2 separate regions of the Ovis aries genome follow, and region 1 is linked to region 2. The links are chromatin contacts, called in public Hi-C maps. All regions are on one chromosome and are shown on one strand. The core of a region is the stretch at or near the end of the contact, and the rest is flanking DNA. Distances in the headings are between cores, read along the strand shown. Region 1 holds the start of MYNN (myoneurin). Region 2 holds the start of SEC62 (SEC62 homolog, preprotein translocation factor).

The links. Hi-C and Micro-C count contacts between places; a contact is called where the count stands out from the background.
Region 1: a Hi-C map of hypothalamus shows a contact between it and region 2, with 5 times the contacts expected there. The contact joins the promoter of MYNN here to the promoter of SEC62 in region 2. A contact is called at or near these places in 8 of 16 Hi-C or Micro-C datasets (blood, hypothalamus, liver and 4 more).

Annotation. Positions count from the first base shown.
Region 1 is chr1:218,267,318-218,272,468 of ARS-UI_Ramb_v3.0, forward strand. It overlaps MYNN (myoneurin), which reads right to left and starts at 3,730. Exons shown (of 8, transcript XR_009595106.1): 1 at 3,668-3,730; 2 at 2,416-2,712. LOC132657246 (a long non-coding RNA gene) reads left to right here and starts at 3,777. Exons shown (of 2, transcript XR_009595111.1): 1 at 3,777-3,859; 2 at 4,220-5,151.
Region 2 is chr1:218,086,650-218,092,038 of ARS-UI_Ramb_v3.0, forward strand. It overlaps SEC62 (SEC62 homolog, preprotein translocation factor), which reads right to left and starts at 1,417. Exons shown (of 8, transcript XM_004003175.6): 1 at 1,366-1,417. The coding sequence starts at 1,401. LOC132657239 (a long non-coding RNA gene) reads left to right here and starts at 1,487. Exons shown (of 5, transcript XR_009595105.1): 1 at 1,487-5,389.

The DNA of each region.
Region 1 (5,151 bases), core at 2,480-4,979, 180 kb after region 2:
CTGTAATCAAGTTAACTCTCTGTGTGCAAAGGTACAGTATGAATGCCCCCAAAATAAATACAATCTTATTAGTCTTCCATATGAATTTCTTTGCATGTATATACCACTTAGTCTGTAAAAACATTGTTTCTTAAGCATTTTAATTGATTTTGTTACACATTCTATTATTAAATTACAAAAAGTGAGAGACACTATTAGAATGAAACCCAAATTTATTCTATCACTTAATATACCAAGGTCTCAAATTACAATTGTTCTTAGTAAATGAACCACAAACTAGGTGAGATAACCTTTAAGACCACTACAAACTTGTACTGAATCACACACGAACTGTTCAGAACTGAAACTGTAATTCATACAAATTATTTACCTATTTCATTGATAGCCTATAAGCTCAGTTACAGTTAAAAAAATCAATTAGCATTTGTTCATGTCAATAACTGATTTGTTTTTGTTTATTAGCATGAAGTTAAAAGTGTTTGCAAACTTGATTTCATCTTTTGAACAGTCACTGAAAATCATTTATTACCTATGCCAGATATATGGCTAACTGCTTTATATGAGTAACTATTTTACATACAAAGGATCAGAGGTTCAAAGTAACTCATCTAAGATCACAGAGCATTAAAACTAAGATTTGAGCAAGGAAACTAGCTCCTGAGTCCTCTTAATTCTTTATTATTCTGTTTTCTTAATAAGTTGTACAGACTTTCTATTTTTGGTCTATATCTTCTCTTACATTTGTAGCTGGGCTCAAACAATTAACTCCCCAGCTCTCCAGGAAAGATGTATATCAAAAAAGACTGAACCAAACATCTGGCTCTTCTTCACACTGGTCCTCTGCATGAAAGCTCAAAGTAAGCTGCCCTTCAGTGTGTTCAAATCAATTCAAGATTTTCTGGCAAAGTTAACTGAGAAAAGGTAATCACTAAATTAAAGATCAACCAAAATTCACTGGTTTTGTGATTGTTTATTTTATATTACACATTCTAAACTTCTAGATCAAAGACGCTTCTATAGCCAAATATTCAGTAAAGTTAATATCATGTGACATATATCTGTGACACTGCTGTTCCTTTAAGCAACTTATACAGAAGTGACATAAAAATTCCATTACATCAAAATTTAAAAGTAATCCCAAACAGCATGAATGATTCCTTTTTAATAGGATTAAGGAAAATCCTGATTCCAGCTTTTCAGAGAAATATATTTTCATGATAAGCTGCAATGTAAAAAAAGGGAAGGATTTTGTTTAATGTGAACACATATGTATCTATAGAGATCGTCTGGAAAACAATGTAAGAATATTTATCAAAGTGTTAAGAGTGATTATCCATGTGTGGCAGAATTTCAGATGTTTCCTTTTTTGTTTTTTTCCTTAATTTTTCTCCAATAAATGTGGATTCAAAGGATTTGGAGAGTAGGATAGAAAAGAAGAAATAAAGGAAGGAAACTAATGTTCACTGGGAGACAGTAAATCCTAAATTTTCACAGTTAACAACCCATGTAGTTATTATCATCTCATTTTTTCAGATGGAGAAACTGAGGCCTAGGGAGGATGTATATTGATCCAAGAGACATAGTGACTGACAGGCAAGATCTAATTCTAAAGTTCATAGCTGTGCTATGTCAGATGGTGACCTATTCATGTTTACACTTTCAAAAAAGCTGGAGAAAAGAAGGCGAGAGTAATTTGATGGGTTTCCCTTTCCTTTTATCCCCATCGCCTTTCTCTACAACAACCAGTAAACATATTAATTAGTATTAATCTAACTACACAGTTCATCGAAAATGAAAGACAAAATGCCTGAGTTACAAAATGTTCTTCAGAACCTACTTCTTGTCAGTGCAGTGACAGCATTCAACATCTCAGAGAAGCATTCTAGCCAACTTAAACGTTGTATTTTTCTGAATCAAAATCAGGAAGAGGTCCTGCATGTTGCTATTTACGGCTAGAAAAGAGGGCACTATTAAAGAACAGACTTTTTCTTCTTTCTCCACCTATATCTCCCACCCAAACATCTTATGAGGTAGAGGATGAAGAGTAAGAGAGAAGACCAGAGGGAACCTAAAGACCAAAAAGCAAGGGGAAACTGGAATTAAATGAAAATTCATATTTCTATTTCGATCTTTAAGTTTCCATTCCTCAAAATACATACCTTGTTTCAGTAGATAAGTCAAATCTGTCAAAAAACATGCTGTAGTTCTATGAACATCTCTACTTTTTGTGCTTATGAAATGTAGTCTGTTTACTGCAAACCAGTGATATTGACCTCTTTATTAAAAACAACACTGGGCACATCAGTATTTGAAGACTGAGAGTTCAGGGACTGAATGGAAAAAATACTAATCTGCTTTAGCTCAAGACTATTGACCAGCTTTTGTAAGTGGAAAGAAATAACATAGGTACCTTACCTGTCAAGATTTAAAGTTCCTGTGTATATAAACTCCAACAGTTTCTGAAATCCATCAGCCTTCACCTGACTCTGATCAAGAAAGACATTGTTCTCAGAAGTGCTCCTGTAGATTGCACCAAAATATTCACTAAACGAGGCAAGCACATTCCTGTGAGCTTTAAACTGGAATTCCCCAATGACTATGGTGCAGTCACAAAGAAAACCTGCTTCCCGTTGTTTGTTCAGTCTCTCTAAAAGGTGCTCACAGTGGTGCGAATACTGCATTTTGATATCGGAATCGAATTCTATCCTTGTTCTAAAAAAACAAGAGAGAGAGTAAATCAGCACCACTAAATTTTCATCAAACTTTTCTCCCAAGCCATTGGTGAATAAAGAGACATAGAATCCAAACAAGAACAAAGCCTGTTCTCATTTTACGTCCCCAGAAAATTCTTACCAAGCAAATACGGATAAAAATGCCGAAGGGACAAAAATCCTTCCTAGTTTTTATTTCATCTTGGTCAACTAACACAAACCTTTGGACACGTCAACAAATGACGATGTGTGAAAACATTTCCACAAAGTGAAACAAAAAAAAGCACCGCAAAATTTCACACTTCTACATCACAGAGTCGGACACGACTGAGCGACTGAACTGAAGTGAACTGATCATCAGTTGAACCTTCAGTTTCAAGCTCAGTGGGCACATGTAAATTACGAAAAAACAACAAAAAAAATTAATAAACCACTAAGAAATGATTCCTTGGGACAAATGGTCAAAGGACATGGTAGGAATTCGTTAAAATTTTATCAACTGCCTCTCTGCCTTTCGACTAAGTGTAAAACTGCTCTCAAATTGCCGAAACCCGTTACCTTCCGCAGAGCATACAGTAGCTTAAATGAAAGGCGGGTGCCGGAGGGGGCGGAGAACCAGCACAAGGGCCAAAAGTTTTCAAAGATCTGGTCACCCGCCCCGAGGAGGCCACGCTCCTCCCTACCACCACCCCGGTCTACTGGAGGCCGCAAGGGAAAGTGACAGTAAAAGCCGGTCTCTCCCGACTTCCGCCTTCCTGCCCTTAGCCCGGCTCCCACTCCCCCAATTCCCACGGCAGAGGTTGTGGCCAAGGCCAACATCGGGGCTGCCTCGCCCTAGCTTTCCACCCTAACACCTTCACTCCGGCCTGAATGCGAACTCCACGGAGCCTGCCCTCCAATGCCCCAAGGTCTGGAGAGAGCGGGAATAGCAGCCTGGGGGCAAAAATAGAACTCACCTATAGAAACCCGAGGGGGAACACAGTTTCTTCAGTCGCTCTCCGCCATCTTGGAAGGACGTCACCACGCCACGCTCCGCCTTTTCCCTGCTTCCTCCACGATGACGTCACATCCGGCTCCGGGCGATCCGCGTGTACGCAGTAGGCTCTAAGACCCTGGAGGTCCAACAGCAGCCTGAGAGTAGCAGGCTGGTACATAGAGACCCCGCTACTTCGCACACCGGGAACACCCGGAAACAGGGAGAGTCTTGGCTAGGAGACTAAGGGCTCTCTTACGGAACCAAGCCTGTTGTCCTCACCTTGAGCATTCTAGATAGTCAGCATCTCGCGCTCGGCCTGCGTTTTGCGCGGAGGCTGAGCCGCGCTGCCCTGCGGGCTGCTTTCCAGGAGCCAAATTGTGCATTGTATGCTGGGGTTTATAGTTAGTTGCTCGTCTTCTCCCATTATCCTCCACTTCCTTGAGGCCCACGAGTGGGAATAGCTATCTTGTGTACTCCGGCTCTCGGCCATGGGAATTTTGTAGCTGAGACTGATCACCCCTTTTTATTTTAGGTACTGCCGGAAAGCTCTTGGGAAACTATGAGTCTTGTTTGCATCAGCCAACTGGAGCCCAGTATCCAGGATACCCTTACCTGGTGATAGAAGTCTGAGATGCAAGAAAGCGGCGCAAAGCAGTAGGGCACACTGGGCATGCGCTTGAGGAAAGGTGGGCTTTATACCGGAAAAGGTTCTGCTTGTGGACTACTGCTGCTGTTGCTGCTAAGTCGCTTCAGTCGTGTCCGACCCTGTGCGACCCCATAGACAGCAGCCCACCAGGCTCCCCCGTCCCTGGAATTCTCCAGGCAAGAACACTGAAGTGTGTTGCCATTTCCTTCTCCAGTGCGTGAAAGTGAAAAGTGAAAGTGAAGTCGCTCAGTCCTGTCAGACTCTTGGCGACTTATGGACTGCAGCCTACCGGGCTCCTCCACCCACGGGATACTGGAGAGTGGGCCTGTAGACTAGAAAACATTTAATACAATTATTTGCATTCTATGCAGATTTTTGTACAGTGAGGGAAGCTTGGCCGGCTACATACAGTCCATGGGGTAGGAAAGAGACAGGACTGAGCACGCGGTCAACCACAGTGACGGAAAGGTTATCTCCGTGATTTAAAAAGACGTACAAACGGTACGTGCTGATATGTTAGGGTGAGTTCTTTCATGCTACTCGCGGACATCAAAAAATCTAAGGAAACCCAAAACTTCAGCTTTTTTTTTTTTCCTTGTTAAAAGTTGTGTCAGGACCATGGGAAATTTGCTCACGACTTTATTTTAAAGAACATTGTAAACTTGAATTTATTCTTTTTTTTTCTCGAGATTTGTTTTACAACCAGATTTTGTTTGCTCTCTTAGTAAATTATTTCGACTCGGTAAGAACCATGTTTATGGTGGGGGGGTTGGGGGGGGGGAAGTCCCACAACCGTTAGGTTTATAAGGGAAAAAAAT
Region 2 (5,389 bases), core at 167-2,666:
TCAGTAAGTATTAATTTGACAACTTCAATACAAATTCTAATAAAAATATTATGTATCCACAACTGACCAATAACATTAAATTTTGAAAGACTAGGAATAGTATAATTATAAACTTCTTTCACAATAAACTTAAGCCTTGGTTTTATGACTTGTCTGAACTTGGGGGAGGGGGCAGGATTTGTCTCATTTTGGTCCCCTTCTGTACTCTATTTGAAACTACTTTCTTATTTCTTCCCAATTCCAAAATTCCAGATTTACTGATCACATCTTTTTTTTCCCCTAGTACTTCAGACTTTTAAGGATAATTTTAACTTGCATACCTAAATCACCCATGGTGTAAGTGATAAACTTTTTTAAAACAGGGAAATAAAACATCAGACAGAAAGTCATTCTAAGCAATGAAATAGTAAGGAACAGAAAGAAAATGAGTGTAACAATTTGTGATTAGCATATTAACAATTTACAACATGCCCAATTTATGATGACATATGAAGGTTTCTAGGCACATAAACTAACAAGCAGACACACATCCTGAGTCTAAGATGTTCCACATGTTTAATCCTCTCAGCAGAGAGCATGAACAACAGGGGAAAATTGTAGGGAAGAAATACACAGATGACAGGCCTGTGGAATGAGGGAGGGATGCTATGTAGGTTATGAGGATGACACACTGCCATGTCAAACGTTCCTGGGCGCGACCCGCTCATTGCAGTACCCGCTGGTTGAGAGTTTTGTTTATTTACACTGTGTCGCTGAAAGAAAGCCACAAAGCTTCAACTGGACGCTTACGTTCATAATAAAAAGGAGAAAGGAGGGTACTAGCAAACGAACACCTGGATACGCAGTTCGCCGCCTGGGCCTCGGGACAGCTGACCAAATCCCGCTCACTCCCACCTCCTACGGTCCTTCTATCCGCGCACAAAGAACGGGTAGCTTTAGGTCAGTCCTCCACGTTCTACCCTAGTTACCGTGGCCTCAATTTCGGGACAGCTAAGGCGAAAAGATGGGGTGGAGAAGGGAGGGGAGGAGCTCGAGAGGGTCGATGTCTGTGCTCGGAGGGCGCTGACCTCCCAGCACAGGCCCAGGCCGGCGCCTCCACCGGAACCTTGAACTGACGGCCGCGCCTCCACGGCCGATTCCGAGCTCAGCTCCTGCTGCCTTCCGCTGCAGCCCCAGCACCTCCGCCGTCTCCAACGCCGCCCTTCCTCAGGCCCCTCACAACGACGCAGCCCCCAACCTGCGGCCTCGCGGTGGAACCCCACCCCACCTCGTCCTCGATTTCGCTCGCCCTTCCCAGGAGTTTTCCCAGCATCTTTCACTTCCGAGCGCCCTAAAGCCCCCTACCCAAGGGCTCTGCTTTGCTACCTGAATCCGCTTCTTGTGTCGCCTGCGTTCCGCCATGTTGGCCGCTCCGCCCGGTTCCCTCTGACGTGGACCGAGGCGGGGGGCGGTGGAAACCTCGCGAGAGCGCGCCGCGGGACCCGTTATGTAACCTGGCGGCTGGCGCCGGGGGAGGAAGGAAGCTGGTGAGTGACCGGTATCGGCCGCTCCGACCCTGGATATACTTTTTCTCCCCTCTTTCTTCGGCTCCTTTTTTTGCGGGAACTGGAAATCGCTGGGACCAGAAGGAAGTTAATAAGTGGATCAAAGAGCTGGAGGACTGGAAAGAGTCCTCTTCACTAGACATCTGACTCACCTGGAAAGCTGTTAAAATACAGATTCCGGGGCCCCACCCCTCGGAGTCAGTCGGTTTGGGGTGGAGCTTTTCCCCTAGGATTTACTGGGACCTGTGGAATTCGGACACGACTGAAGTGACATAGCATAGCAGTGGATGGAATTCTAGACAGTCTTCGACTGTGATACTTCCTTTTTCGCTAGTGAGCCCTGCCCTATCCATACCCCATTTGTAAATTCTACTCCCATTTTGAAGGTGGGAAAACTGAGACAGCGGAGGTGCAGCGATATGAACTGGTTTATCTAAGGCTCCATGGTTAGTAAATGGCACATCCTAGACTGAAGCCCAATTATCTTTCCCCATACAATGTAGAGAGTAGTTGGGCTCATCTGACACAAACTTTGGATTCCGCATTCCATTTTCCACGTTGCTTCTCAAAACGCTCTTTTAGAATCCAAGAGTCAGAACTCAGGGAGGTACGAGGAACTAATAAGATAAATAGAGAACATCTAAGAAGTTGAAATTAAGAAGATCGCAGGGTACCTGGGAGACTAGTTATAACTATTGTTATTTTGAGTGAGTGAGTTCAGTCGCTCAGTCGTGTCTGACTCTTTGCGACCCCATGGACTGCAGCAGGCCAGGCTTCCCTGTCTATCACCCACTCCTGGAGCTTACTCAAATTCATGTCCATCCAGTCAGTGATGCCGTCCAACCATCTCATCCTCTGTCCTCCCCTTCTCCTCTTGCCTTCAAGCTTTCCCAGCATAAGGGTCTTTTCCAATGAGTCAGTTCTTCATATGAGGTGGCCAAAGTATTGGAGTTTCAGCTTCAGCATCCAGTCCTTCCAATGAATATGCAGGACTGATTTCCTTTAGGATGGACTGGTCGGATCTCCTTGCAGTCCAAGGGACTCTCAAGAGTCTTCTCCAACACCACAGTTCAAAAGCATCAATTCTTCGATGCTCAGTTTTCTTTGTAGTCCAACTCGCACATTCATACATGACTACTGAAAAAACCATAGCTTTGACTAGACGGATCTTTGTTGGCAAAGTAATGTCTCTGCTGTTGAGTATGCTGTCTAGGTTGGTCATAGCTTTTCTTCCGAGGAGTAAGCGTCTTTTAATTTCATGGCTGCAGTCACCATCTGCAGTGATTTTGGAGCCCCCTCAAAAATAAAGTCTGTCACTGTTTCCATTGTTTCCCCTTCTGTTTGCCATGAAATGATGGGACCGGATGCCATGACCTTAGTTTTCTGAATGTTGAGTTTTAAGTCAGCTTTTTCACTTTCATCAAGAGGCTCTTTATTTCTTCTTTGCTTTCTTCTGTAAGGGTGGTGTCATCATTGTTATTTTAGAGTTGCCCAGATAAAGAGAATGGGCTTAAATTGCTAGTAAGTGTTTCTAGATAGAAATTCTCGTGACTTTAACGGAGGTTTTAAAGCATTTTAAATAGTAGAAAATTGGAAAAATGTAGAAAAGCAAGGTGAAGGAAATAAAAATCCCTAATGCTACCACTCAAAAATCTGTTATCATTTTAGTTTATTTTTTTCTAGTATTTATACTTTGTGTGTACTTATATATTTCTCCCTTTCCTCCAATTGAGATCATATTGCATAATATGCCTTTTTCACTTAATGTTATGTTGAACATATATCATTAAAAAATTATCTGTTTTCCATAGTATGTACGTAATAAGGTGAATAGTGGCATCTTGATGCCTATTCTTTTATAAAATAAGATAGCTGAAGTTCATTTTTGAACTATGAAATTCTGCACTCCAGAAACAGTATCAAGTCCTTTGGTTCCTTTTCCCAGCAAGTCCTTTGGTTCCTTTTCCATCTATAATCTAGAATCAAGGTATGTATAGTCAGAGAGGGGTGAAGGAAAAAGTGATTCTTACTGATTAACCCAAAACAATACAGTATGAAATGTCTTTATTTCCTTCAGGCCTCCCCATCCAGAATCAGGGTAGATCTGTTTTGTACTGTTGTATTTGGAGAATGGGCTTCCCAGGTGGCTCAGTGATAAAGAATCCACCTGCCAATGCAGGAGACACAAGAGACTCAGGTTCAAACACTTTGGTTTATACCTCCACCATCCATTAATAATTCACGTCAAATTCGATAGCTTCTTTTGCAGCATCATATTAAGGATTTGACAATATTGACCATGCACTTAATTTATGCTCCTTCTTTGGCATTTGTGATATCGGGTTCTTCCTTCTTATTTCTCTTTTGACTCCTCTCTCTTTACCTAGCTTGTCAATGTTCATGGTCACCATGCTTCCACGTTCATCTTCTTCCTTTTTCTCTATACATTCTGGAGATTCTTTTACATTTTAATAGCTTAATTCCAAAGTACTGCATAAATGTATATTTCTAACTGTCTTCTATATATCTCCAATTAATGGCCAACTAGAAATCACCATTTCCCTGGCAAAATCTGTCCCTTTTACTGTATTTTTAAACTTTTAACTGCATCACTGTTCACTTAATCACTCATGCTAGAAACCTTCAAGGAAGTTATCCCAACCGGTCAGTCAACAATCCTGTTGAGTCTACAGCTGAGATGTTTGGAATCTTCCCTTCCTCATCTTTCCTACTGCCATTGCTTTGATCAAGTCTTTATCACTTCCTACCTGAACTGTTGTTGCAAAAGCCTCCTAATCATTCCCCCCAATTCCACCCTCTCTATACTCTATAGACTATCTTCTGTTCATTGTTAACTGCCCCCTGCCCATTCTCCCCAGTTGTGTATAGCAACATTAAGAATGACTAAGTTTACAGTTATAACCCAAATGTGACGTTCTGGGTCTAACATCCACTTAATATCTATATAAAAATAGCTCAAGCATTCTTATCATCACCCCATCATATCTTTGATGGTGGTAGTGGTGAGTTTTCTCCTGTTGCTCTGATTTCCTTTTGAATTTGCAATCTCATTCCTGTCACTTGGCTTTTATTTCTTTCCCAAATGAAGGATATTGCCTCTTTCCCTTTCTTTTGTCAAAGCAAAACTGCTCTTTACCCCTTGACTCTCACTTCTTCTCCCCAGGGCTGTCTCTGAAACTCAGAATTTCTCTTGCCATATGGAGTAGAGAATTTGATGTCTTTACTCTTTATAAGATTCCTTTGGATACATAAATATAAAAACTCATTACCATGCTCTGCTAAGCAAAGAGTTCTGTGATTTGATACCCTCACTGGAGGACTGATGAATAGGTGAGGACTTGAAGAATTCAGTTTCCTGGAAGCTACCATCCCAGGAAGTAGAAGGGGATAAATAGTATATAAATGTGTATTCCCATTGATCAGGGATATGCAAACTGGACACTGATACATTTAGGTTTTTGTTTTAAATAACACTTCCTCTGGGTCCATTTGGTATGTTAAGTATATATGTATGACTAAACTGAAAAGAAAAAAATTGTAGGGAAGCATAGCAAATAATGGCCAGATCTTCTGGGGCATTGTTTTTATAAAAGCACTTTAATATATGTTAACTGATAATGTCAGTGACTTAATGCTGTTATCACAAAGAAAAAATTTAATATAAATATGTTTAAATCAAAATAAAATATGATCAACCTAATTCCAATCCCAAAGAAAAGCAATGCCAAAGAATGCTCAAACTACCACACAATTGCACTCATCTCACACGCTAGTAAAGTAATGCTCAAAATTCTCCAAGCCAGGCTTCAGCAATATGTGAACCG